Regions from separate parts of the Mus musculus genome. Here all the other regions are linked to region 2. A link is a contact called in public Hi-C, HiCAR-type, capture Hi-C and promoter capture Hi-C data. All regions are on one chromosome and are shown on one strand. The core of a region is the stretch at or near the end of the contact, and the rest is flanking DNA. Distances in the headings are between cores, read along the strand shown.

Evidence for each region. Promoter capture Hi-C pulls out the DNA fragments that hold promoters and counts their contacts. A called contact is a pair of places that touch in the nucleus more often than the background predicts. HiCAR-type assays count read pairs that join an accessible place to other places. Capture Hi-C pulls out chosen DNA fragments and counts their contacts.
Region 1: a capture Hi-C map of macrophages shows a contact between it and region 2, with 4 times the contacts expected there. The contact joins the promoter of Tsen2 here to the promoter of Syn2 in region 2. A contact is called at or near these places in 10 of 39 promoter capture datasets (the 3T3-L1 cell line, the HPC-7 cell line, HPC-7-derived erythroid cells and 5 more), 12 of 484 Hi-C or Micro-C datasets (the HL-1 cell line, the N1E-115 cell line, brain and 7 more), 8 of 115 datasets of contacts at active chromatin or transcription factors (SST interneurons, astrocytes, double positive thymocytes and 5 more) and 3 of 9 other capture datasets (embryonic stem cells, liver and macrophages).
Region 3: a HiCAR-type map of astrocytes shows a contact between it and region 2, with 3 times the contacts expected there. The contact joins the promoter of Mkrn2 here to the promoter of Syn2 in region 2. A contact is called at or near these places in 5 of 39 promoter capture datasets (the 3T3-L1 cell line, frontonasal cranial neural crest, hippocampal neurons and 1 more), 1 of 115 datasets of contacts at active chromatin or transcription factors (astrocytes) and 1 of 9 other capture datasets (macrophages).
Region 4: a contact with region 2 is called in a promoter capture Hi-C map of hippocampal neurons, with 2.0 times the contacts expected there. The contact joins the enhancer-like site here to the promoter of Syn2 in region 2. A contact is called at or near these places in 7 of 39 promoter capture datasets (the C10 cell line, embryonic stem cells, hippocampal neurons and 3 more), 1 of 115 datasets of contacts at active chromatin or transcription factors (astrocytes) and 1 of 9 other capture datasets (embryonic stem cells).
Region 5: a Hi-C map of cortical neurons shows a contact between it and region 2, with 2.9 times the contacts expected there. The contact joins the enhancer-like site here to the promoter of Syn2 in region 2. A contact is called at or near these places in 1 of 39 promoter capture datasets (hippocampal neurons) and 3 of 484 Hi-C or Micro-C datasets (the N1E-115 cell line and cortical neurons).

Annotation. Positions count from the first base shown.
Region 1 is chr6:115,541,851-115,546,170 of GRCm38.p6, forward strand. It overlaps Tsen2 (tRNA splicing endonuclease subunit 2), which reads left to right and starts at 2,841. Exons shown (of 12, transcript NM_199033.2): 1 at 2,841-2,878. Gm36355 (a long non-coding RNA gene) reads right to left here and starts at 2,797. Exons shown (of 7, transcript XR_869382.3): 1 at 2,492-2,797; 2 at 2,267-2,391.
Region 2 is chr6:115,132,917-115,137,072 of GRCm38.p6, forward strand. It overlaps Syn2 (synapsin II), which reads left to right and starts at 1,986. Exons shown (of 13, transcript NM_001111015.1): 1 at 1,986-2,544. The coding sequence starts at 2,165. Gm17733 (predicted gene, 17733) reads right to left here and starts at 1,919. Exons shown (of 2, transcript NR_132436.1): 1 at 1,699-1,919.
Region 3 is chr6:115,599,271-115,603,520 of GRCm38.p6, forward strand. Mkrn2 (makorin, ring finger protein, 2) reads left to right here and starts at 2,668. Exons shown (of 8, transcript NM_023290.3): 1 at 2,668-2,743. The coding sequence starts at 2,718.
Region 4 is chr6:115,496,923-115,501,423 of GRCm38.p6, forward strand. No RefSeq gene overlaps it. Among named protein-coding and RNA genes, the nearest start is that of Gm36301, 20 kb to the right of the region's middle. Within about 2 kb of position 2,854, at least 38 of the 459 cell types and tissues checked have an H3K27ac peak or open chromatin away from gene starts, as enhancers often do. A contact at or near this core is called in astrocytes and hippocampal neurons, where this site is marked.
Region 5 is chr6:114,716,784-114,720,955 of GRCm38.p6, forward strand. All of the region lies in intron 16 of Atg7 (autophagy related 7), which reads left to right. Among named protein-coding and RNA genes, the nearest start is that of Gm52917, 16 kb to the right of the region's middle. Within about 2 kb of position 2,483, at least 35 of the 459 cell types and tissues checked have an H3K27ac peak or open chromatin away from gene starts, as enhancers often do. A contact at or near this core is called in the N1E-115 cell line, cortical neurons and hippocampal neurons, where this site is marked.

The DNA.
Region 1 (4,320 bases), core at 1,591-4,090, 410 kb after region 2:
TCTTGTGGGTTTTTACTTGTGATTTTGGTGTTTCAAATGCCCCTAGGCAGAGTGCTGAAGTGATGCAGTGTTGCTCAGCCAGGAAATGTGATTTACTGGAGGAAATACGGCTCAGATAAGCCCCTGGCACACACCAGTTACTGCAATGTGGGCTGTGAGGTCAATGTTAATGAATGAACGGCAGATAATACAGAGTCTGGCTTTAAATAGAGCCACCACTGTGAAACAAGGTTATATTGACCACAGGATGAAAAGGCTGTGATCAAAGGCTCCCAGAAGCCACCCCAGTGTTCTTCTGGGAAGAACAGGTCAATATTTGCTAACTTTATAGGATACGCATGACTACCAGAAATAGAATCAACTACACAGTTGATACAAGTATATGTGTCTGTGTTACACGTATATAATACACTAAGAGATTTATACTAGGATATCATGAGTGAGATCTTACATGCTGTTTAAGGTTCTTGTTTTATTTATTTTTAAATTGATTTATTTTATGTTTATGACTGTTTTTGCCAGGCTGAAGAGATGATTCAGCAGTTAAAAGCACTGATTGCTCTTCCTAGAGGTCCTGAGTTGAATTCCCAGCAATCACACTGTGGCTCACAAGCATCTGTAATGGGACCTGATGCCCTCTTCTGGTGTGTCTGACGACAGCTACAATGCACGCATATACAAAAGAAAAAAAAAAAAAAGTGTGCCAGCACATGACTGTTTTGCCTACACATGTCTGTGCTTAGCGCCAAAAAGGGACATCAGATCCCCTGGAACTGAAATTACAGATGGTTGTGAGCCACAAAGTAGGTTCTGCAAATTGAGCACAGGTTCTCTGGTAAAGTGCCCAGTGCTCTTTAACCCCTTACCCCTGAGCCACCTCTATAGCCCCTCTCATAGGTGGTGGTTTTTTATTTGGTTGGTTGGTTGGTTTTTTTCTTGCTTGGTTGGTTTTTTTGTTTCTGTTTTTGTTCTTTTGAGACAGGGTTTCTCTGTGTAGCCCTGGCTGTTCTGGAACTCACTCTGTAGACTAGGCTGGCCTCGAACTCAGAAATCCGCCTGCCTCTGCCTGGGATTAAAGGCGTGTGAGAACAAGGCTCTGCTTCATGATGTTCTTTTAAGAGATAAGCAAGGGTCTTAGTATACTGCCCAGCCTTGAACTCCCAGCCTCAAAAGATGCTAGCTTCTCAGCTACCATAGTAACTGTGACTATAAATACATACCACCATGTGTGGGTAGGAATTATCTTCAAATAGTCCAATAAGGAGGTTGAGATATGAAGAATATGAAAGAAACAAGATAGCAAAAGTTGGAAATGTGAGAAACATTTTTATGTTTTGTTTTGTTTTGTTTTTATGGACCCCAGGACCTCTGCATGATAGGCAATTGCTCTACAACTAATTCACACCCCAACCTAGGGAAGGGGAGGGTGGGGAGGAAGAAAGGGAGGAAGGGAAGGAAGGAGGGAGGAAGGGGAGGCGGATTTCACTATATAGTCTAGGCTGATCTGGAACTTGCTATGTAGACCAGACTGGTCTTCGATTCATAGAGATCTGGCTGCTTCTTACCAAATGCTAGGATTAAAGGCACTCACCACCACACCTGACAGAAACTTTACCTGCCTGTCTGCATTCTTTGTTTTACATTTTGTTGTTATCTTTTGTGTATTCTTAAACAGTTTCATACAGTGTATCTTGACTACAGCCACCCCCAGCTCTCCCCTCCCATCCCTCTACTTGCCCACACATCCCTTCATCCCTTCCTATCTTCATTCCCTTTGCCCTTTATCTTTTTGGTCATCCATCAAATACAGTCAGTACTGCCGGCTAGAAGGTTAACTGATCTTTCAGGCTTGATCTTGACCACGCCTTATGTAGGTACCCAAGTCTGCTGTGAGTCCGTGAATGCCTTGGGCTCTGTCATGTTCAGAAGACAGCACTCTCCCATCCTCTGGCTCTTGCCTCCTTTCTGCATCACCCTCCTTTTCCATGTTTCCTCAGCCTCGGGCAGGCAAGGGTTAATATAGATACCCCATTTAAAGCTGAGCTCTCAGCAGTCACTTGCCAGCATTTTGACCAGTACTGAGCCTGTGTAGTCACCACAGCCCTCTGCAGAGAGGAGCTTCTCTGGCCAGGGGCGAAGGTAACACTAAGCTGTGGGTATAACCAAAAAAATTGGAAGTAGCTGGGCCTCTTCATTTAACAAGATACTAGTCAGTTTCTCCTCAGGGCCTTTGACTTCCTGAGACTTTAGATCAGGTTTACAATACCAGGCATGAGTTCCCTCCGTCGAACAGCCTCAGAGTCAATCAGTAATGTGGGTTTGCCTCTGTAACCTTCGCACCATTATTGCTCCAGTGGGCACATCTTCCCTGGTAGCATTCAGGGTTCACTGCTGAAAAAAATCTCATATCACACTGAGGTCAAGGGCAGCCTTTTGGGGCAGGTTGCTTCATATCTCATCTCTAAAAAATGGACCTTGTGTTAGAACTTACAGGCAGTGAGCACTGGCAATGCAAAGGCAGGTGTCCCTCCATGAGTTCAAGGCCAATCTGGGCTACAAAGTGAGTTCCAGGCAAACCAAGGCTATACAGTGAGACCTATGTAATCTCAAAAGGAAAACAAACAAACAAACAAACAAACCTTGGGGGTTGCTGTGAGAATTAAGGCGGGATATATTACCCCTTAGCCTTCCTCATTAGACTTAGCCGGGGGATGGGGCGGAATGTATCGTCAGCGGTACAGTGCGCAGGCGTGCTGTGCTAGGACACAGCCAGTCCCTTTTGCGGCTGCGTGCAACTGGTTTTGCGGCCGCACTGCTTGACGGCTGCAGCGCCGCCCCCCGGTTGCCGGGTAACGGTGGGCGCGCGTGGCGGCGAAAGGTAAGACTGAGTAGTCCTGTTTCTCGCGTTCTGTGTCCAGCGTGCGAGCGACTTCAGGCGGGAGCGGGGTGGGAGCTGTGGCTGTCACTCAAGCGCGCATGGGCACAGCGTCCCGAGGGCTGCGGAGCGCTTCGCTCTCGCTGACAGATGCCATCTGCCCCAGCCCCAAGCTGGTCTGCCTTGGCCCTCAGCCCTGCACCTCGGCCCAGGAGCTGTGCAGTGGGGGACACAGATGAAAGTGTGTTTGCAAATGATGAGGAGCCCACGAGGGGCTGAGGATGGGACTCGGTTGGCAGCCTGTTGTCTACTCCTAGCACCGCATCCAACCAAGCTGCTGCCCGCCTGTAATCCCAACTTCCAGAGATGGAAGCGAGAGCATCAAGCTGGTTTTAAGTTTCCTCAGCTACATATCACGTTTGGAGCCAGCCTGGGCTACGTGTGGCCTCATCTCAAAATAATAAATAAATAAATAAATAAATAAATAAATAAATAAATAAAATACATGCTAAGAGACCATGAGTAAGTTTGCCATAAGAGAGGCTTCTTTGACCCCTGATCCAAGAGTGTTGGAAAGTGATATGGACCCACCTTTTACTGTATGCTTTGTGCTTGGATTGACGGTAGAAGCATATAGAGCGGGGTTGGGCTGACCATTGGGTGTCATGGTTCGTGCTTTTAGCTGTAGTACATGGGAGGCTGGGGCAGAAAGATCATAGTTTAAAGCTAGCCAAAGCTGCATAACAAGGCCACGTGTCAGCAAAACCGAAATTTTTAAATGAATATTAGGCTAGCAGATTAAGAGAAGAATGAAGGACAGGCCTTGCTTTTGATGGACAGAAATATGCTTTGTGGTGCTCTGGTGACAGGCATGAGCAGGTTTCTCCTTAACAGTCTTTGCAGATACATTCACACACACACACACACACACACACACACACACACACACACGCTGCAAGCCATTCTTCTCACTTGTACAATGGGAATAAGAATGTGGCTGGGCAGCCGGGCGATAGTGGTGCACGCCTTTAATCCCAGCACTTGGGAGGCAGAGGCAGGCGGATTTCTGAGTTTGAGGCCAGCCTGGTCTACAGAGTGAGTTCCAGGACAGCCAGGGCTACACAGAAAAACCCTGTCTCGAAAAAACAAAAAAGCAAACAAACAAAAAAAAGAATGTGGCTGGGCTGGGACTGTGGCTCCTTTGATAGAGAGTTTTCTTTGAATGATCCAGGCCCTGAGTTCAATTCCCAGCACTAGGAAAAGAAGCAACTAAAAGCCTTTATATCCAGTCCTCCAGACCACCGTCCTGGTCTGGTCTACCCTATACATATGTACCTGGCTGTATGTATCTGCTTTATGACATGTAACGTTCGAGTACTTTGTTCCCCAGGGAGCCAGAAGAGGCTTTCTGATCCCCTGCAGCTAGAGTTGCAGGTGGGCATAAG
Region 2 (4,156 bases), core at 736-3,235:
CCAGTCTCTGTCTCTGTCTCTCTCAGTTCCATGTCCACCTGCCTGCCACTAGCCATGATTTCAGCCATGATGATAATGGACTAATCCTCTGAAACTAAGCAAGCCCCCAATCAGACGCTTTCTTTGATAAGTTGTCTTGGTCATGGTGTCTCTTCACAGCAACAGAACAGTAACTAAGATAGTGTATCTGTGTAAGTGTTCTGACATGTGTGTGTGGGTGCCCTTGCAGGCCAGATGAGGGTGCCATATTCCCTGGAGCTGTGGTTACAGGTCATCATAGGTCACTTGACCTGGGTGTTGGGAACCAAACTTGGCTCTTCTGGAGGAGTAACAAGTGTTCCAAACTACAGAGCCTTCTCACCAGTTCTGTTAACTTTTACCACACGTCTCAAGACCCATCTTAAACATTACTTCCTCTGAGCAGCCTTTCCTGAGCCTCAGCGGTGAATGAATCCTGTGCCTTTGTTGCTCCTAAACCACCTTATCCAACTGATTTACAGAATTTCTCACATCTCATTGTGGGTAATTGTTGTCTCTAGTTATGAGTCCTTAGCTCTTAGTTGTGAGTTTACCTGAGACAAGGGTTGCTTTCTAATTTTATTGGTTATTTTCACAATTGGCTGCAGGCCTCTCTGATGCTATTGGCTTAGACCTGAGAACCAACTGGGATATACAAAACAGGAACACCCTGCTAACATTAGTGTCAAGACCCTCACTGATTCCATTCAGACTAGCTAATACTACTGAGAAATAAGAATAAGGACTTAGGCCCCACTACTGGCTTATCTACTGCGTACCAGACGCTTTACCTACATGTTCTCATTTACTCCAGCAGCTTTGAAAAGTGCTATCTGTTTTTATTAGCTGTGGAAGAAAAAGGTTCAAGGGAGTAATTTGCCCAAAGTCGTGCATCACTCCAGGTGGTCTGCCTGTCAAGTACATCTGCTACATTTTGTCCAGATACAAATGTAGGGGACTAATATACCTGAAGACAGATCAAAACAAAGGTTCAAAGAGCACACAAAATTTAGAGAGTGCACAGAGAAGTTGGTAGTCAGATAAACCTTCATGGAGATGGTCAGTTAGGGGACTAGGTCGCCCTACAACACTGGGGAACAATGTATGTCAGGGAAGCAAATTGAGGGGGTAGCCTTGGCTATCTGTCTGAGGGATCCTGAAAAGACATTTTCAGTCTTCTCGGGCTCTCTTGCGCGCGCGCGTGCTCTCTCTCTCTCTGGTCAGGGAGAGAATTGTGCACTATTAAGTGGGGCACAGAAATTGCCTCCTAATGTCCTCCAGGGCAGTGTGGAGAGGGTCTGCTTAGGTTCCTTCTTCCTCAAGGAGGGTGAGGTAGCCCTCTACTTCATTGTGGTCTGGACTCCCACCTTTTGGGTCAGGGAGAGGTTTTTCCCATTCAGCACGGGTAGGCAGCTTTTATTCATTCATTCATTCATTCATTCATTCATCCATCCATCCATCCATTCATTCATTCAGGTCTCAGCATACAAGGTGCGCATTAGCAGCAACAGATTAGTCCATTCCTTCTCATCTGAAAGTTGGGGACTTTGGCATCATTTTCCTGAGCTTCAGGAAAGGAAATGCTTCGCTTTGCTCACTGAATGGTGGTCCTGGGTGTGTGTGCGCGCGCACACACACGCCAGAGCGGGTGGAGGGGCAGGTGTAGCTCTTTTCTCTCACCTCAGGGTAGGGAAGCTGACACCTCTCTTCTAACTAGATGGTATTAGGATGGTGTCTTCGTCTGGAACTGGGACACGACTCTCCTCTTGAAACCACGAAGGTGATGATGGTGGGAGACTCTCGGCTTTCCTTCCCTCCACACTGCGAGAGCTCCTGGTTCCCACACAGTCACGCTCAGGTGGCGGGAGGGGACACTCTCCCTTCTCTTTGCGCCAGAGCCTGAAAAGGCGGGGGACGCGCGAGTAGGCGGGGGCGGAGCAGGCTCTGCGGAGAGGGGCGGAGACAGAAGTAGTCACGCCCTCGGCACCGCCCACTGCTCCCTCGCTAACAGGCTCGCTCCCCAGACCCAGAGCGCCGCGGCTGTCTGCTGGGCTCCCGGAGACGCGGACCACCTTCGGTGTCCCCGCGCCGTCCTCCCCGCGCCGCTTGGCCCGCCGCCTCGAGCGCCCTCAGCCCCTCAAGCCAGATGATGAACTTCCTGAGGCGCCGGCTGTCGGACAGCAGCTTCATCGCCAACCTGCCCAATGGCTACATGACTGACCTTCAGCGCCCGGAGCCGCAGCAGCCCCCTCCTGCCCCTGGCCCCGGTGCCGCTACGGCGTCGGCGGCCACCTCAGCTGCCTCGCCCGGTCCCGAGCGCAGGCCGCCACCCGCCCAGGCACCCGCGCCGCAGCCGGCGCCGCAGCCCGCGCCGACGCCGTCGGTGGGCAGCAGCTTCTTCAGCTCGCTGTCGCAAGCGGTGAAGCAGACGGCCGCCTCCGCCGGCCTGGTGGACGCGCCCGCACCTTCGGCCGCTTCCAGGAAGGCCAAGGTGCTGCTGGTGGTCGACGAGCCGCACACCGACTGGTAGGCCCCTGCGGGGTCCGCCGGGGGCAGGGTGTGAAGATGGACCCTCGAGGTCACCCGGGAGAGCACCGGGGACGAGCAGGTGTCTGTGTGTGGGAGGGGCGAGGGCAGGCGTTGACCTCCCAGAGACATGGGTCCTAAGGTAAAGGACTCGGTGGCCTCCAGGCCGGTGGCAGAGCAAGCTACTTCATTAAGCACCAATGGAGCTTAAAAATAGTGATAAGTCGACCACGCTCTAAAGGAAGGCCACACAGCCAAGAATATTTGGGCAGCACATATTGGCTGTGACAGTGGTGGTGGGGACACCACAAAGTTGGGAAGGAAGAGAAGGAGGGATGGATCTGGAAAGAGCTGGGGGAGGGAGGGTGAAGATGATCAAAACAGGTTGTACAACATCCTCAAAGAACTAATAAAAAACAAAAACAAAACACAAATACTTATGGTGGGGGGGGGGCAGGCTTAACAGTTTAGACGCATACAAGCTAAGGTGAAAATGGACCCAGATGGCCATCAAAATAAAGGACACCAAAAAAGATTCTAGTCTGCAAGGTTTGGAATGAGTTGGGAGTGGATATTAGTATTTAAGTTGGATAGGTGTTTTTGTTGTTGTTATTGTTTGTTTGTTTTGTTTTAAACCTGTACCTGTATTGATATCAAGGTGGGTTAGATCACAGGTGTCTCAGAGTGTGATTGACATCTGTTTAAAAATAATGAGATTATTATATATATGCAACAGGGAGGGGATATATGTTTTAAAAATTTTGTTCTCTCTCTTCCCTTCTCTCCCTCCCTCCCTCCCTCCCTCCCTCCCTCCTTCCCTCCCTCCGTGTGTGTGTGTGCGTGTGTGTGTGTGTGTGTGTGTGTGTGTGTGTGTGCGCGTGCGTGCGTGCATGCGAGCATGCGTGCTCCTGTGTTTGTGTGTAAACGATGGTGGCTTTTTCAGCTGGATGATGAAGACCTAAGTAAAAACATTACATATTGTTAAAGGGCACAAATAAAATGATTGGCCTTAATGCAGTAAAGGGGAAACTTCAAGAATGCTTTTCTTTTCTTTCTTTCTTTTCTTTTTCTTCTTTTAAAAAGAGCTATAGGGAATGGGGATGATTGGGGAAGGTGTTAGGTTTAGTTGAGAAACACATGAATGAGGTCCACTGAAGACTAATTAAGAGCTTCAGAGTGGTTCCTTTGATGCAGTAGGACGCTGACTTAAGCGATGGTGGATGGTGGGCTGACTGGTGGGTATGGAACCATGAAAAGGCCAGAGCCTTAGGTGTTTTTTCCTTTGGAATGTGAGGGAGCAATTTTTGTTTTCCTTTTCCTAAGGGGATGAGGTTGATTGGTGCCTGCACCTGAGAATTCTTCCCAAGAGGAAGACACAGGGACCCCAGAGCTGTTTATTTCTCTTGTAGCTGCTTTCCTGTTGTGCTTTCTCTGCCATTCCTTCACTGAGAGACTTGGAGGGAGGGAGGGAGGGAGGGAGAGAGAAAGAGAGAGGAGAGAGAAAGAGAGAGAGAGAGAGAGAGGGAGAGAGGGAGAGAGGGGGTGCTGGGATGAACTGGTGGAAGTGACATGTTACCTGGAGCTGTAGGGCTTCCTGCTGTTACCATGCTGG
Region 3 (4,250 bases), core at 1,418-3,917, 470 kb after region 2:
TTTTCTTCACCTGCCGGGCGGTGGTGGCACACGCCTTTAATCCCAGCACTTGGGAGGCAGAGGCAAGTGGATTTCCAAGTTCAAGGCCAGCCTGGTCTACAGAGTGAGTTCCAGGACAGCCAGGGCTACACAGAGAAACCCTGTCTCGAAAAACTCCCCCTAAAAAGAAAAAAAAAAGGTTTTTCTCTACCTAGAACTTGCTCTGTTCTAGGCTGGCCTTGAACTCAGAGATCTGCTTGTCTTTGCCTCCTGGGATTAAAGGCTTCTGCTACTGGATCTAAATTTAGCTGGGTGGGATCTTGCCACAAAGTCACCACCCCCTAAATTCAATTTAATATCCTTCAGCTCCATTTCACTTCCTGGTGCCCCTTTAATACTCAAACCATATATTTTTATATTTTTCCATTATCAGCTGGCTGCACTTGTTTAAAATGCTCTTCATGAGGCTTAACCAGAAAACAAAGTCTATGATGGGCTTTTCTGAGGCTTCCTTTGTCAATGCAATCAATCTGTGTCTCTTCACTTTAGCCTCAGGCAGACTCTTCAGACAAGAGCATATTCTTCACCAAAAATACCACAAAAACAGTCTCTAGCCCACAAACTGAAATTCTCCCCTGAAACCTCTTGGGCCAGGTCAGCACAATTCAAATCACTCTCAGTAACAAAGTCTTCCGTATTCCTGCTAGGATAACCCACTAATCCCTTTTTAAAGCATTCCACTGCTTTCCAAATCCAAAGTCCCCAAATCTATATTCTTCCAAACAAAAGCATGGTCAGGCCTAGCACAGGGTTTTACTGCTGTGAATAGACACCATGACCAATACAAGTTTTATAAAGGACAACATTTAATTGGGGCTGGCTTACAGGTTCAGAAGTTCAGTCCATTATCATCAAGGCAGGAACATGGCAGCATCCAGGCAGGCATGGTGCAGGTAGAGCTGAGAGTTCTACATCTTTGTCTTTTTTTTTTTTTTTTTTTTTGAGACAGGGTTTCTCTGTATAGCCCTGGCTGTCCTGGAACTCACTTTGTAGACCAGGCTAGCCTCGAACTCAGAAATCCACCTGCCTCTGCCTCCTGAGTGCTGGGATTAAAGGCGTGAGCCACCACGCCCGGCTCTGCATCTTTGTCTTAAGGCTGCTAGTGGGAGACTCACTTCCAGGCAGCTAGGATGAGGATCTTAATGCCCACACTCACACTAACACACCTACTCTAACAGGGCCACACCTTCAAATAGTGCCATTCTCTGGGCAAGCACATACAAACCATCACAGGCATGCACTACCACAATTGGCCGTGGGCACAGTCTTCTGCAGATCTTTTGTAGGTAGCCACAGCTACTGAGTGTTCCTAAGTCTAAAGCTATGTCATGTCGGGAGACAGCATTCCATGGCACTCTCCCAACCCTCCAGCTTTTACATTCTTTCTCCCCCTTCCATGATATTCTCAGAGCCTTGCTAGCAAGGTCAGGGTATTGGCACACATGTTCTATTTAGAGCTGAGCATTCAGAAGTCCTTACCTGTTTTTACAGTGTACCACCTCTATAAAATGAAAAGAATACCCATAATGTTTCCAGAGTACTATGCTGTTCATTTTTTCTTCTTCTTCTTTTTTAAATTTATTTATTATATGTAAGTACACTGTTGCTGTTTTCAGACACACCAGAAGAGGGCACCAGATCTCATGATCTCATTTCGGCTGGTTGTGAGCCACCATGTGGTTGCTGGGATTTGAACTCAGGATCTTCAGAAGAGCAGTCAGTGCTCTTAACCGTTGAGCCATCTCTCCAGCCCCCTGCTGTTCATTTCTATACAATGCCAACTCAACACAATAAACCAGGAGACACTTTTTCAAAGCTGATAACACAACTGTAGTTTGCAAAAATCCAAATTATATATATGTACATACTGCTTCAGTGTCTGCCTCCAGATTCCTGCCTTGAGTTATGTACGTATGTATGTATGTATGCATGTATGTATGTATGTATGTATGTACACAAAAAGATCAGTACGGGGAGAGGATATTTGGTGTGGATATAATCAAATACATTGTACACATGTATGAAATTATCCAAAAATAAATAAATAAATAAAAATTCTTACTAGAGGATGGCTCAGTGGTTAGGAGCACTGGCTGTTTAGTTGGGGACCAGGGTTCAGTTCCCAGCACCGACATGGTAACTCACAATCGTCTGCAACTCCAGTTTCAGGTGATCTAACTCCCTCTTCTGGCTTGCACCAGCACTGCATTCCACTTGGTGTACAGCCACACATGCAGGCAAAAACACTCATATCATAAAATAAAGATAAATAGTAAAATTACTTTTATCATCATTAACATCATCAATCATCATCATCATCATCTTAAAAGACTGCCTTGAGAGATGGGGGCCGAACCCTAGAAGTAAGGGCCTCGCAGATGATTGGTAAATTCAGTATACTAGACATGCTCAGACCCTTAGCCTCAGAAAGTTGGGATCCGGACTACTAAGGAGTAGGGACCTTCCGGCTCCAGGCCCTGGCGGAACCCATTGTGATGGTGGTTAGGTTTCCGGGCGGCACCTTAGAAGTAGCGCACGAACGAGGGTGGCGCGCGCAGGAGTGACGCGACTCCGCGGGGGGCGGGGCGGGGCGGGGAAGGGCGGGGCGGGGCCGGGCTGGGCCACGGCGCTGGCGGCTCTGAGGTTTCAGTGCGACTCCAGCCCGTGGCCCCGCCGCCATGAGCACCAAGCAGGTCACCTGCAGGTGAGTGCGCGGCCCCTCTGGGCCTTGGGCGCTGCGGGGCAGCCAGGGAGGGAGGCGAGGGGCCGAGGCGGGCGGTGGCGGGGGGCGGACAGCGCGGATAACGCGCAGGAAGGCCGCATAGAGGCTAGAGCGGCAAGAGCTGCTGCAACCGCGACTTGCAGAGAGTGAGCGAGGGCGATTGCGGGGAAACACGGGCAGGTCGCATTTCTTATCCAGCATCACCACTGAGCCTCCGAAGAGTCCCATTTCGAGATGCAGGAAACCGAGGCCACCAGAGGTAAAGCGACACCCATTTAGGAACAGAAAGGCGGCTTGTTAGACGAAGTGGAAAGCAGAAAACTATTCCGTGACTACTATTTTGAAACAAAAATAGTTGGGTTGAGTAGCAACGTACTAACTTGGTGACGAGCTTGTGGCTGTCATTGGGGTCTAGTCCTGTGAGTTTGCATGCTCAGGAGGTGCAGCTTGGGAAGTAAGGCTTGTGAGAATCCCGACTGTGGAAACCCAAATTTCAAAAGGCTCCAAAATCCAATACTCTTAAGATACCTAAATAGAAGGCGGGCGGTGGTGGCGCACGCCTTTAATCCCAGCACTGGGAGGCAGAGGCAGGTGGATCTCAGTTAGTTGAAGCCAGCCTGGTCTATAGAGGGAGTCCAGGACAGCAAAGGCTACACAGAGAACTTTTTCAGGGTATGTGTATAAGCATATGTGAAATGATGAATTCTGTGTTTAGACTCTTGTACTATCCCCAAGACCTTATGTACATGAAAATACTGTAAAGTACAAAAAAAATTAAAGACTCTCCTGAGCCCAAGCTTTTTGGATTAAAGGAGCCTCGGCTTATACAGACTTTAGTTGGTTTCAGTAAATTAAGAAATTGAGATGTAGTTTGGATATGTGGTAAGCATTTAATGACCTTGTTATTTCTCATTAGTGCAGACTCCTAGAACTAATACCTTTATGAAGAGTTCTGTTCGACTTAAGATATTAAGGGTTGAACCATGTACCAAGGTCCCAGGTGGTTTATGTTAAGTAGTAATCAGAAAACTGCAGTTTGTGTATGTCTGTGTGTGTCTGTGTGTATGCATATGCTAGTTTTGTGTTAACTTGACAAAGTTGACATGAGACATCATCATTTGGGAAGAGGGAACCTCTTGGTTGATAACTGATGTGGGAGGACCCAGCTCACTGTGGGTGGTGCCACCTCTGGGCTAGTGGTCCTGGGTGCAGTAAGAAAGGCTGAGCAAGCCAAGAGGGTCAAGCCAGTCAACAGCACTCTCCTTGCTTCTGCATTAGCTCCTGCCTGGAGTCCTGCACTGGCCTCCCATAGTGATGGAGTAAGACACTTAAGTAGAAGATACCTACAAGTCTAAGCTCTCCTCCCAAAGTCGCTTTAGGTCCTGGTGATTTATCACAGCAATGGGAACTTTTCGGCAGTCCTGTAACAGTGCTTGCAGGTCATCGCTACTAGAACGTCTCTGTTGAGGATGAGTGAATGGGTACTTAC
Region 4 (4,501 bases), core at 1,604-4,103, 360 kb after region 2:
AATTTAAAAATACTCATATAAGATGAGACGGGCCCATGAGGTTTTTCTATGTTAGTGTGTTTGAGCCCAGAATATGCCACAACATAGTCTGCATTTATTTGTTTGTTTGATTGGTTGGTTTGTTTGTTTGTTTGGGGTTTTGAGACAGGGTTTCTCTGTGTAGCCCTGGGTGTCCTAGAACCCACTTTGCAGACCTGACTGGTCTCAAACGCAAAGATCTGCCTGCCTCTGCCTTCTGAGTGCTGGGACTAAAGGCGTGGTGATACCAACACCACCACCTAGCTGATAGTTTGCATTTTTCAGCTTAGAGTGAAAATATATTCAAAAGAGTTTGTCAAAATCAAATAACCCCATTAAAAAATGGGGCTCAGAGCTAAACAAAGAATTCTCACCTGAGGAATACCAAATGGCTGAGAAGCACCTGAAAAAATGCTCAGCATCCTTAATCATCAGAGAAATGTAAATCAAAACAACCCTGAGATTCCATCTCACACCAGTCAGAATGGCCAAGATCAAAAATTCAGGTGACAGCAGATGCTGGCGAGGATGTGGAGAAAGAGGAACACTCCTTCATCGTTGGTGGGATTGAAAGCTTGTACATCCACTCTGGAGATCAGTCTGGCGGTTCCTCAGAAAATTGGACATAGTACTACCGGAGGATCCAGCAATACCTCTCCTGGGCATATATCCAGAAGATGCCCCAACCGGTAAGAAGGACACATGCTCCACTATGTTCATAGCAGCCTTATTTATAATAGCCAGAAGCTGGAAAGAACCCAGATGCCCCTCAACAGAGGAATGGATAAAAAAAATGTGGTACATTTACACAATGGAGTACTACTCAGCTATTAAAAAGAATGAATTTATGAGATTCCTAGGCAAACGGTTGGACCTGGAGGGCATCATCCTGAGTGAGGTAACACAATCACAAAAGAACTCAAATGATATGTACTCACTGATAAGTGGATATTAGCCCAGAAACTTAGTATACCCGAGATATAAGAGACAATTTGTAAAACACATGAAACTGAAGAAGAACGAAGACCAAAGTGTGGACACTTTGCCCCTTCTTAGAATTGGAAACAATCACCCATGGAAGGAGTTACAGAGACAAAGTTTGGAGCTGAGACAAAAGGATGGACCATCTAGAGACTGCCATATCCAGGGATCCATCCCATAATTGGCCTCCAAACGATGACACCATTGCATACACTAGCAAACATTTGCTGAAAGGACTCTGATATAGCTGTCTCTTGTGAGACTAGGCCGGGGCCTAGCAAACACATAAGTGGATGCTCACAGTCCACTTGAATGGATCACAGGGCCCCCAATGGAGGAGCTAGAGAAAGTAACCAAGGAGCTAAAGAGATATGCAACCCTGTAGGTGCAACAACATTATGAACTAACCAGTACCCTGGAGCTCTTGACTCTAGCTGCATATGTATCAAAAGATGGCCTAGTAAGCCATCACTGGAAAGAGAGGCCCATTGGACACACAAACTTTATATGCCCCAGTACAGGGGAACGCCAGGGCCAAAAAGTGGGAATGGGTGGGTAGGGGAGTGGGGGGGGGGAGGGTATGGGGGACTTTTGGGATAGCATTGGAAATGTAATTGAGGAAAATACGTTATATATATATATATAGAGTTTGTCCCCAATCCACAAGTATTAGGAGGGGGGAATATTTGAAAAACAATTGCACTGCGTTCTGATTTAGACCAAACTCAAAGCCCAAGGCTGAGGGAATGCTCTCTCCAAAAAGCACCGGGGTTTTCTCTGGCGACTTCTGCTCCTAATTTTAGATAAATATTACATAGTTTGAATTTCCAAAGGGGTTATAATGAATAAGAAAATTGCTCACTTGACTCTGTAGGGAGTGGGTTGGGATATGTGCATCCCTCTGGAGTTTTGTAAATATGTTCCAGGGCAAATGTTCCCAGGAGAATGTCATTTCTGGGATCTGCTTAGAGCCAAGGGCTTGGTCTCAGGGACAACAGAAGTGGCTTCCTGCAAGAGTAGGAATGTGGATCCCCGGGCCTGCTTTCCACAGTACTACAAACCATGGAATACGGATGAGAGGCACCATGGTCTGCCTGACAAACCTGCCACGGTCTGAGGCCGTGGACAAGTTCTTTCTGGGGACCTGGTATCTGACCCGGAGAAATCCATTCATTTATCACGCGGCAAGGCTGGGCCTCTGCTCCCAGCTATACCAGCGGTACCTAGATTGCATGTCTCCTGGAAGATCAAATAAAGGAACCAGGACAAAAACCTTATCACTGCTGCTAGCAGACGAGAGAGTTTGACACCCGGTGAATCCAGAGAGCTAGCCTAAAGGTTTAAGAAAGAAAGGTGGGGGCCTACACAATTCAGGTGTCTTTCTTAGTTGTGCTACTTGAGAAAATGAAAGCATGCAGGTTTAGGGGTGGGGTGCGAGGGGGTGGGGGAGGGGGGCAGGAATCAATTACATTTGAATGCTGGCAAGGTTGTGTACCTGCTGCAGTCGCAAGCAAGCTGATTCCTCTCTGTGCCTCAGTTTCTCTATCTGCACATCTAAAAAGTTGTTCTGTCTTCTGGCCTTGACATCCCAAAATTTCAGGCCTCCCAGGGAGGCAGGCCAGAGGACAGAACTCTGGCTGTCCATCAGAGGCCCACGTCCTTCGCTGCCTGAGCATGTGTTCTCAACTCAGAGCCACCCAGGCCTGGGCCAGGCTGCAGCCTGCGCTCATTAAGGGCCTGGGGCCGCTCCAACCTGAGTGAGTTGGCTGCCTCCAAGGGCAGGGGAGGGGACACCGGATGGCTGGTTGGTTCCCACCCGAAGCCAAACTGCTTAGAGAAGGGCGTTGTGCTGAGTCAGTTGCTGGCAGCTCGGCCTGGGGTCCCTGGCCACCCTGCCTGCCAGATGGGCCAGCTCCAGGCAGGCCTCTGAGGAGCCCACGTTATGCCTCCAAGGAGCCCGTGTTATCGACGACGCTGCCGCTGCTGCCACAGTGGTGGGCAACATGCCTTGGAAAAGCTGCACTATGGCCAGGCCTCCCAGGGCTCCCGGGGTGGGACAGCTGCTGATGAAGGGGGACTATTTTTTTTTAAGGAGCTGCCTCCTACTGACAAGATGCTAGCCAAGGTTTTCTCCTTGCTCTGTTGCCTGATGAGGGTGACTATTCTCTCAAACACCACGCGCAGTCTTTGCTCCTCAACTGCCTTCCACCTCCTGAGTCCTGGCTCAAGCTTAGCAAGGCAGTGTTTTGGGGTCAGGACACAGCCAGGAGCACACGGCAAGGGTATCTAAGGCAGAGGAGCCCCTAACGCAGAGGTCACATGCAGAGTGAAGGCAGGGCTCAGAGAAGCCAGCAGAGGACGGGGATCAAGGAGTGCTGGGAGGTGAGGGAGGACCGCAGACCTCCAAGACGCTTCAGCCTTGCAGGGGCTTCTGGGCAGAGAGATGCTAAAGCCAGAAGCAGGGCCCGGAGAAGGTCAGAAAGGAAACAGTCTGCGGAGGCACCGCCCAGGGAGACAGGTGGCAATGAATGTGTAGGACATGCCAGGAAGAAAACCAACACACAGGCCTGGGCTCCAGCCCCGAAAGCCACGGATGCGGGGGACAGATGTGTAAGACAGCACAGTATCTGCATAGGACCACCGTACACCCTTCTGTAAGTTCAAAACTATGTCTGAGTTAAAATACTCAACCCAGCAAAGGTGCTGTGTAAACAGGTGCCACATCGGTTTGGGAAACAATGACCCAAGTCTGCCCACGCTTAATACAGACACAATTTTCCCTAATATTATATGCAAAATTGTTTGAGTTCACTTATGTGGAAACCATGGATACTAAGAGTTGACTATCATTTTTTTTATTTTGTTGTTGTTGTTGTTTTTAAGTTTCAAAATCACACTTAAATTGTCCTTTGAAAGCCAAATATGTCTCACTTGAGTCCAAGGACTTCCAAAAAGAAAAGCTCTTCCCAAAATGGGGTGTTCCCTTCCTCTTATGGCTTCATATGCCCCTAGGACAGGGCTGTGCACCCCACTCTAAGAAACACGAGCCCTATCGGCCTTTAAAGAAAAGACTTGAGTTGCTGAATGTCACACGGGTGAGAGTCTCTTCTAGCCAAGCACAGCTACCATTAAAGAGCAGAGCTTGGGGAGAGGAAGGTGGGGGGTGGGGGGTGGGGGTGACCTGAGGTCAGCAGAAGCAGGACAAGGAAAAAGGAGAGCCCAGTGTCAGTAAATATTCACTGGCCTTGCCTGTCCCCAGCTCTCCTCAGCCTCTAGGGACACAGAGATAAGGCTGGTGTGACTCAGGCCACCAAGGAACTCACTTTCATGGAGATAAACACAGAAGCTGGCAGCCACAGGACAGCCTGGCAAGCAGAGGAAGCCAGAGGGCTGGAGGCAGGGTGGGTGAGGCCGGATGACCTTGGGCAGGACTTCTGGAACCTTCCTGGGACTCTTCTTATGTAGCTTAAGGAATGCACAGCTACCCCCGGGGGTCACAGTG
Region 5 (4,172 bases), core at 1,233-3,732, 420 kb before region 2:
AGTCAGGTTGTTGGATTTGTGACTTTTTCATCTTGATGACAAAATATCTGCCAGAGACAAGTTAAGAGAAGGATTTGTTCTAGCTCATAGGCCAGCACAGAGAAGGTGTGGCAACAGGAGCATGAGACCGAATGCCATTGTGTCCACAGTCAGGAAGCAGAGAGCTCTGAGATTGTGAGGGTCCCTGCGAGCCTCACCACCAGCAAGGGAACAGCCACTTGAGGTGAAGAATGAGCCCAGGTCAGCAGCACTTTAGCAGGCCCTGGGGCAGAAACCTCCAGAGTCTGACCTCAGGGTTTACCTTTCTTGCTCACTTAAAAACAGTAAAACTTTGAGGGAAAGTCTCCACGTGGCAATTATCAGAACAACGTTTCAGGGATAGTTTCATTGAAACTCCCTTGCAATGTACATCTTTTTGGCAAAGCACCTGTGACCTTTACAACAAGAGTGAGTTCTATTGCCTGACACGCAGTGCTGGGGTAAGGGCCGGGGAGGAAGGATTTAGAGTAAGCATAAGGATGGATTCTACTGATAGAGGATGCCTGCATTCTATTCACTGAGAGACAAGCATTGTAACAAGTCTGCTTCCTCTGATCCTTCTCAAAGCCATGCCTTCAGAATGCTGGTGCTCAGCTGGCTCCGTCTTTCCCTTTGTATTTGGTCGAGGACCCCAGCCCATGGGATGGTACTACCCATATCCAAAAAGGGCCTCCCCTCTTTGTAGCCTGAAAACTCCCACACAGACATGCCCACAGGTCTCCTAGGTGACTCCAAGTCCAGCCAAGTTGCCCATGACAGTTGACCATGGTAGTTATCCTTTCCTGGCTCCTGGGTGATGGGTGAGCTCTACAAGGCTTTGATGGAGGTCCACTCAGGTGTTATGAAATGTACAGCTTCTCCTGACATTCAAGAAAGTTGGCCTTCTGGTCTTTGAGAGCCTGACAGACAACATAGACACCTGTGGTCTGACAGCCTTTGCCTGTGCACCTCGGAAGACCCTGCAGCAGGTGTCCAGACACCCAGGCCCAGTTCTAACTTGTGGACTAAGCAGCTAGCATCTTTGCCTTTGAGGAATGTACTCCTAACTCTGAAATACTGGTAAGGAAAAGTCCCTGAGTGCACATGTCCTGTTCCTAGGGCTGTGTGTGTGTGTGTGTGTGTGTGTGTGTGTGTGTGTGTGTACATGCACCCTTCTCCTAGGTCTGCACTTGTAAGCTCGTGGTTCTCTGAGGCTCTTGAATTCTCTTTTTACTCTTTGCAGAAAAACAAAACTAGGGCAGGCCACCAGGAGAGGCTGACCTGGGAGTCTTCTGCATGAGGTGAAGTAGACAGGGAGCCCAAAGCTCTAGCCACTGTTCATTACCTGTCTGCTCAGGCTCTGACACCCTCTCCCCAGTTTTCAGCCTTCTATTTTTCCTTTTAAGATTTATTTTTATTATTTTAATGATGCATATTTGTGTGAGTGACTGTGTGTGGTGTATGCCCCTGAATACAAGGGCCAACAGAGGTCAGAGTATCCGATGGCCCTGGAGCTGGGGTTACAGACAGTTGTAGGCAGCTTGATGTGGGTGCTGGGAATCAAACTCAGGGAGGTCCTCAGGAAGAAAGCATGTGCTCTTAACCACTGAGCCATCTTTCTCCCCCTGAGGGGGGCTGGTAAAGATACTCAACTCTTGTGCCCTGTCTGCCTAGAGGAGGTCCAGCAGGAGGGCATTGCCTGAGGTGTAGCCTAGGAAAGAGCTTCCTTCTTCTCCCTCCCCACAGGTTCGGTGGCCCTCAGCTAGATGGTGGCAGGAAAATGGGTTGGTCCACAGTTGCCCTATGTTGGCCACTGTCCTTTGTGACCTGGTTATAGTGTCCATCCTCTCCATACGACCAGCCAAGCAGATGCTTCCTGAGCACAGATGCTGCAGAGCACACAGGGATCAGAGACATCAAGGAAGGCTTGCCCTTGGTACAGTCTAAGGTAATAGACAAACCCAGGCCATGAGGACACGGTAGGATCTCTATCCAGAGGGAAGAACCTCAAAGCTAGGAGGGCCCCAGGTATATGATCTGACCGCCTTCTCCTGCTGTTCACCTGCTCCTCGGCAAGTGTCTCATCTCCTCTGAACCTGTTTTCTGCCTATAAATGAGGACAACCTAATAGTAGGCCCAAGAGTCACAGATAGATTGTGTTCATTAGGGCACTAGCAGAATTCTGAGCACATGAGACACTTGCCCATGCTGGCTTTCTACCTCTTTCCACTTTTATTAAAGTGGACGTTTGTCTACCCTCTAAACAGGAAATTAGGAAGAGTCGTCAAACTCAGGAAACAATGCCCACACTACATCTTGAGAGTTAGCTGCATCCTGCAATATTTTCTGATGATGCTGCTGGCTAGCTTCCAGTTTAGCTCTTTGGTCCCTCTGTGGCTCTGGTTCAATAATGAGAGGCAGCCAGTGATGGGAACGGAAGCTGTTATCTAAAACAAAGACCTCCATAGTGTGCCTGGGGCTCGCTGCTGCTAAACTCCATTTTGGCCCAGAATGTGGTTAAGACTCTTTTCAGCATCCAAGATCGATCTGGAGTTCCAGGCACATTTTTACACATGCAAACTCCAAGCTCTAGCAGCCTTGCCAAACCTGTAGGGAGCTGCTGCAACACCCAAGCAGTGGGGCTCCAGAGGAGGCCTCAGGCACGTTGGGGTGGCTGTTCCTGAGCGGTGGATCTCAGCTTCCCATTGAGGCAAGGTGGGCTTGGCACCAAAGTTAGTTACATTGAGCACAGGTGGAAACATGGCCAGGACAGTGTCCCCTCCTTTCCTGATGTATTTCTTTTGTGTCCAACTGGGTAAAATTCACTGAAGATAATTGAATTCACCTTCTGCATTTATTTATTTTTTGTTTGACAGTGTTTGAGTTCCTCCTTTTCTCCCTCTCACCCTCTCTCCCTCCTTCCCTCCCACTCCCCCTTTGTCCTCTGTGCTTTTCCACCAGGCTTTCGAGCCAAAATAAACCAGAGCTGAGATTGCTGGCTTTTCTCTTTGGTGCTTGTAAGGCTGGGTCATTTCTGAGTCTTGCTTATCTAATCTGGAAAGTGTGGAAGGTCATTGGATGCAGTGACACCCAGCCAAGCTGCCACAGGACCAGTGCGTGCAGACGACCTGACACGTGCATGTGGATGTCTGCATCCCTACCGGGCATGACAACGGGAAGCCTTGGCCCCTGCATGGAGAGCAGACTAGACGTATGAAGAACCCTCGTAAAACTGGAGGCATTTTAGCTAAAATTACAACCCAATCCAGGGATTCCCATCCCTGCCCTGCCATCAGTCACCTCTGAGCCCTTCCAGACTATACCTTTACCAGCACAGCTCAGGGCCACCACTGGAAACCTCCAGAACCATGGTCATTGGAGATGCACCACCCTAGAAAGAAAGACTTTGTGGTGGCATTCCTTCCAGAGATGGTCACATTCCTCAGGTGGCATGGAACCAGACCCATTTGGTGAACTAACCTCTGTTGCTAGGTGCATTTTCTGGAGGGCCTTGTATACCTGATGAAGTCTGGCCACAATGCAAGACAGTCACAGGACTGTCAACCCCACCCCCACCCCCCAGCCCCCCTGTTAACAGCCCTGAGCTCATGGCCTGTGCATCCTGCTGCTGCCTCTCACCTCACACCCAGGGCAGCATCTCTTGTCTTCAGAGCACTGATGGCCAAGCTCAGGGATAGCCCAGGACTTGTGCTTTGCAACAGAGATCTCACCCTGCCTGCTTTGCCTGTATAGGCTCTGACAGTGACTTACAGGGCAGGAGCCAAGGAAGCTTAGGTAGCTCTCGTCCAGGGCCCTCCAAATGCAGTAGCAGCAAGGAAACATATTTCAGGCGTATCTTTTCTTCTGGGCAGGAGGGCACATAGCTCTGTGCTAGAATGTAGCAATCACAAGGCCCTGGGATTAGCATCAAGAACCAGAAATGATTAAAGGAAAACTGTTAGTTTTCAGCTAAACTGGACACTTAAGCTGATGATTATTTGCGGGTATAGGACGTGCAGGAACTTTTCATTCTGATCTTGTTGAAACTACCAAATATATAAACTGTTTCTAAATTAGCATTTCTGAGGCATAATTTACAGTTGAAATAAGTCGACTTTAATAAGTGTTGGCAAAAACCTGCACTGCTACTCACC